Regions from separate parts of the Ovis aries genome. Here region 1 is linked to region 2. A link is a contact called in public Hi-C data. All regions are on one chromosome and are shown on one strand. The core of a region is the stretch at or near the end of the contact, and the rest is flanking DNA. Distances in the headings are between cores, read along the strand shown. Region 1 has its middle 5.6 kb from the start of TRNAE-UUC. Region 2 holds the start of MAP4K4 (mitogen-activated protein kinase kinase kinase kinase 4).

The links. Hi-C and Micro-C count contacts between places; a contact is called where the count stands out from the background.
Region 1: a Hi-C map of skin fibroblasts shows a contact between it and region 2, with 2.4 times the contacts expected there. The contact joins the enhancer-like site here to the promoter of MAP4K4 in region 2. A contact is called at or near these places in 2 of 16 Hi-C or Micro-C datasets (skin fibroblasts and tail adipose tissue).

Annotation. Positions count from the first base shown.
Region 1 is chr3:100,085,585-100,088,284 of ARS-UI_Ramb_v3.0, forward strand. No RefSeq gene overlaps it. Among named protein-coding and RNA genes, the nearest start is that of TRNAE-UUC, 5.6 kb to the right of the region's middle. Within about 2 kb of position 1,292, at least 3 of the 54 cell types and tissues checked have an H3K27ac peak or open chromatin away from gene starts, as enhancers often do.
Region 2 is chr3:99,987,187-99,989,886 of ARS-UI_Ramb_v3.0, forward strand. It overlaps MAP4K4 (mitogen-activated protein kinase kinase kinase kinase 4), which reads right to left and starts at 1,335. Exons shown (of 31, transcript XM_060412402.1): 1 at 1,006-1,335; 2 at 599-664. The coding sequence starts at 1,062. LOC132659419 (a long non-coding RNA gene) reads left to right here. Exons shown (of 2, transcript XR_009599868.1): 1 at 1-686; 2 at 1,825-2,105.

The DNA of each region.
Region 1 (2,700 bases), core at 42-2,541, 98 kb after region 2:
GCCGAAGGTTAGCAGGAATTGTTTTTCAAACATGGAGCCAGAAGATAAAAAGGAAATCCAGTTTCTTGCTCAGAACCTAGGAGCAAAACTGACGACTGACCCTATGATGGTCTTGGCAGTAAGCTGATACACATGAGAAATGACATGGTTTTGAGCAACCTCTTAATTCAACTCAAATGTTTGTGGTCTCACTCCAGCAGATGGAGAAGGAAGTGAAGTGCTTATGTACTGAAATCACTGTCATTATATCTAGAACTGTTATTGCTATTGTCTAGTCGCTCGGTCGTGTCCGACTCTTTGCAACCCCATGGACTACAGCCCACCAGGCTCCTCTGTCCATGGGATTCTCCAGGCAAGAATACTGGAGTGGGTTGCCATTTCCTTCTCCAGGGGATCTTCCTGACCCAGGGATCAAATCCATGTCTCATGCATTGCAGGCAGCTTCTTTACTACTGAGTTACTAGGAAGCTTTATATGATAATGGGGAAGAGGCACCCACACTCCACCCATGGGTGCTGTAAGACTTGAAGATCCACCCAGGAGCCTTACGCCGATGGAGGATGGAGTAGAGTTTGTTTATAATCTGTGTGTCAGGGAGTCCATGACGATGCAGAATGTCAGCTGCAAGCTATCCTTGCAGCTCATGGCTGTGGAACCAGCCTCACTGTCCTTTAGTCACTTTTGTCCCAGAAAATGGGACAAATTGTGAATGAGCCATATACATGCATGGACTCATTCTTATCAAGTCTACGGTGTTATACAGAATCACTGCAGGGCTTTTTCTAGCCTGGCAAGGGGAGCAGAGCATAGAAAATGAGCTTCTTTATTTTAAAAGTTAAATATCTCCGCCCTTGCCCATCATGCCTTTAGGTTGAGAAATATACAAAGAAAAGGAAAGAAAGGGATGAATAAGGCGGCATTAGCAACACCAACCAACCACAAATAGCTGGACAACTTGGTCCAAATTCCTGCTCTTGATGGAATTTTACTTAACAGATTCCTGTGGTCTCTAGTTCCCAGGATCCTGACATTAGGGTAGGGCTTCCCATGATGTATTTATCTACCCGTTCTCAAGGCGGAGACAAAGTGAGGAGGAGAGGGCTGGGAAGAGAGAAGTTCCCTCTATCCAAGGCCACAGGGGGATGAGGCCCCATTTGGGGAAGTGCTTGTTTTATCCAGAGTCCTATTTGTCTCTGGTTTCCAAGAGCTGGAGAAAGAGAGGTGGAAGGAAGGAGAGAGGGAGAAAGAATTCCTCATGTCCACTCTCAACAGGCCCTGGGTTTGAGATGTTACCCCAGAAACAGGACAGGACGCCTCCCATCTTCACTTTGGTGGACACAGAGGAGAACAAGTCTTCTCTGGGCAAAGGTCACTGCCCAATTTGGGCGCCAGCTGGTGCTTTGGTTTCCATTCCCCACGAGAATGAAACAGCTCAGCGTGGACACTGCATACTGACCTCACTAAAAGGACTCAAAGAAAGGACAGCAGTAAGGACTAGTGAGCCCTGCAAGGAAGGCTTCAGGACAGAGGAAGTGCTTCAGCTGGACCCTCGGGGTATTTATGGAAGGATCACTTCTCTAAAGCTGTTTCCTCATCTTTAAAATGAAGAAAGTGGGGGACTTCCCTGGAGGCCCAGTGGTTAGTATTTCACCTTCCAATGCAGGAGGGTGTGGGTTTGGTCCTTGGGCAGGGAGCTCTAAGGGGGCTTCCTCGATGGCTCAGCAGGTAAAGAATCCACCTGCAATGCAGGAGGTGCAGGAGACATAAGTTCCATCCCTGGGTCAGGAACATCCCCTGGAGGAGGAAATGGCAACCCACTCCAGTATTCTTGCCTGGGAAATCCCATGGACAGAGGAGCCTGGCGGGCTGCAGTCCAAAGGGTCTCCAAGAGTCAGACACGACTGAGCGACTGAACAACAACAAGGTTACAACTCCCGACTGTTCCCTGGCTTCGTCACTCTCGGGCCTCTAACTCTCAAGAGTTGTCACAAAGCTACAGAGGGCGGTGAAGAAGGACGCAGACCCTGGGCTCCACCAGGTGCTTTCAGAGCCCAGTTATTAGCTATTAGCTGGGGACTCCTGGTGGGTCCCCTTCTCAACTCTATAATGTGGCCTGTAATACTTAATGAACTATACAACGAACAGTTAATGAAACAGTGCAAGGCCAGGGACTGAACCACTGAACAAGCGTGTTCTTTTTTTTTTTTTTTTGCTGCACTATGTCTTCATTGCTGCACGTGGGCTTTCTCTAGTTGCAGCAAGCTGGGCCACTCTCTGGTTGCTGTGCAGGGCCTTCTCACTGCTGTGACTTCTCGTTGCAGAGTGCAGGCTCCAGACTGGCTGGCTTCAGTAATTGCAGCTTGCGGGCCCAGTCGCTCTGCAGCATGTGTTATCTTCCTGGACCAGGGATCAAACTGTCCCTGCACTGGCAGGTGGATTCTTAACCACTGAACCACTGAAGTTCTGAACAAGTATTCTTGTTCGTCATTTTTTAAGGACACAGCCATGCCAGCCATTAAGCGGTCACCTTCTATCACCCACTGAGGGATGCTGAAAATTTTGAAGTCGTGAATGTTAAAATATATAAACATCTATCAACTAATACATCAGAGCTCCATCTACCTGTCTCTGCTGAGGATGGCTACACTGGGGAAAATGTCTCCTGGGGAAGATTTTTTTTACCATTTCATTAACTAAACC
Region 2 (2,700 bases), core at 85-2,584:
GACTGTATAATCCTCACCCTGTAATTCTTCCTGCTCCTGCTACCCAAACACACAGCCCTCCCCTGTTCCCCAAAATATGCGCCCATCGGTAGAACGTATGCTGGTGATAAAGCAGAACCAGGTATCAGCAAACTCCGCTCCCTGGGCTCCCGGCGAACATTCAAACAAGGCAACACGAAGACAATTCTCAAGGCCAAGGCAGTGCTTTGGGATAATCACAGGCGAGGCCTGCCTATTCTGAATTTTAATGAACACACTAACTCCGAAGGCCAGATCTGGGAAAAACGGGGGTGGGGGGGGGGGGGGGGGGCATGTAGGCTGCCTGATGGAAAAAAAAAAAAAACGCTTTTCCATTTTATGGAAGTGCATGCCTGAGAGTGGAGCGTTATTTCCTTATCTGAGAGCCAGGAAATGAGGTCTTTTCAGGCCAGTGTGAATATAAACTCTGCTAAAAAACAGCGGGACGACGAGGCAAGCCCCCTCTCCCAACTTCAGCCGCGCGGCGTGGCCTCCGGGCGGCGGCGTGTCCATCCCCCGGCGCCCCCGGACCAGAAGTTTCAACCCGTCCCCGGGAAACAAAGGAGGCGCCCGCACCGACCTTATAGACTTGTCCGTAGGTGCCATTTCCCACCACTTCTACCAGCTCGAAAATCCCCGCCGGATCCTGGAGGAGAAGGAGGGGAGGGGTGAGCGTCGGAAAGCAGCACAACAATGAATAAAGCAGCAGGACAGCCGGAGAGAAAGGGCGGCGACCCCGGCGGTGGGCTTCGTGCGGTGGGGTCGCGGGAGCCCAAGGGCCGCGATCCGGGGGCCGGGGGTCCCGGGCGGCGGCGGCGCCGGCGAAGGGTCGCGCCCCGGGGGCCCCCGCACCCGTCGACGCGGGCAGACAAAGGGGCCGCCGTACCCGCGGTTCTTCCCGCGGCGGCGCCCGGGCGGCCAGGGCGCGGCCCCGGGTCCCCGCGCGCCCCGCGCCCCGCGCCCGGGTGCTCCTGGGCCGCCACTCACCCGCAGGGAGGACAGGTCGATGTCCACCAGACTTTTGGCAGGGGAGTCGTTCGCCATCTTCCCTTTCTGCCTCCGCGGATCGGCCACGATCAGTAGGTCTCCGGCGTGTTTCTGGGCGTCGGAGGCCCGGCGGGCGGCGCGGGCCCGCGGGCGAGGCCGGGGGCGGCGGGCGGGGCGAGCGCGGGTGGGCGGCGGCGGCGGCGGCGCTCACTCCATGGCCGGGGCGGCCGGCAGGCCCCCGGGCGTCGCCCGCGCCTCAGGCCCCGGCCCCGCGCCCCGCGCGCGCCTGCACTAGCGGCCCGGAGCAGGGGCCGCGGCGCCGCCGAGTGTGGAGCCCAGAGCGCGAGGCCGCCAGACAAAGATGAGCGGGGGGCGGGGGCGGTGGCGGCGCGGGAGGAGGAGACACGGGACACCGAAATCGCACTCGGAGGAGAGCGAACAGCTCCCCCTTTCCTCCTCTGGCAGGAAAAGCGGGCGGAAGCGCGCTCGCGCCCGGAGGCGGCAGGGCGGGGGGCGCGGGGTGGGGCCCGGGCGGCGACCGCGCGCGGGGCCGGAGGGGGGCGCACCCGGGACAAAGGGAAGCCAGCCCGGACCCCCCACCTCCCTGCCTCGGGCGGAGGGGCGGGCCGACCCCCGCCCCCGCGGAGCCCCGCCCCGCCGCGCCCCGCCCCGCCCCGCCGGGATCCCGGAGCTGGAGGGTCCGCCCGGCCCCCGCGCCCCCCTTCTTCCCTTCGCGTCCCCCACCGCCGAGTCTGCCCCTGAAGACCCTCGTTTCCGGTTTCCCTAGCGGCTTCTCGGGTCCTTTCTCTTCTTTTCCAGGCTGAACCGGTGACCTCGTTGTAGTTGGGGATTCGCCGAGCATCACTCGGCCGACGCGTCCCGAGACTTTAGGCGGAAACTGAATCCGAACCGCTCCGTTCACTGCCTTGCCCCGAGTTCCTCACTGTGGACGAGGCGAGGACCAGGAGTCTTGCCCCAAGTTCTGTGCCTAGAGATCGCTGAGGAGCGATGGACAGGCTTCTTCCGGCAACTTTGGAAGCCAGTCAGCAGTTAGACAGTTTCATCCTGTTTAACGTGAATAAATGGTCTGCAAACAGTCATTGCATCACTGTCACTCCGCTGGCCAAACACCCTAATGGCTCCGTATTCCCTCACCGCAGGGTCCAAGAATCACCGAAAGGGACTGCAAAGGCGCTGATCGCCTACCCCACCTCCAGAGTTTGATCCACCAAGTGTGGGGTAGGCCTGAGAGGCCTCATTCTCTGTACAGGCGATGCTGAGTTGCTGCGACGGGAAGTTTGAGAACTGGGGCTCACAGGATGAAACTCCAAGGCCTTTGCGATCGGGCTTCGCCAGCATCATTATTTACCAGTACTTAGTTTACACACAGTGTCTACTGAAGCCCTCCTATGGCCCTAGGGTGATGCTAACCTCATTTTAGGGCTGAGGAAGCTGAAAGAGAAGTTGTTGTTCAGTCAAGTCTGAGAGACTCTTTGTGACCCCCATGGACTGCATCGTGCCAGGCTTCCCTATCCTTCATTGTCTCCCAGAGTTTGCTCAAACTCATGTCCATTGAGTAGGGACGCCATCCAACCATCTCATCCTCTGTTGTCCCCTTCTCCTCCTGCCCTCAATCTTTCCCAGCATCAGGGTCTTTTCCAAGAGTCAGCTCTTCACATCCAGTGGCCAAACGAT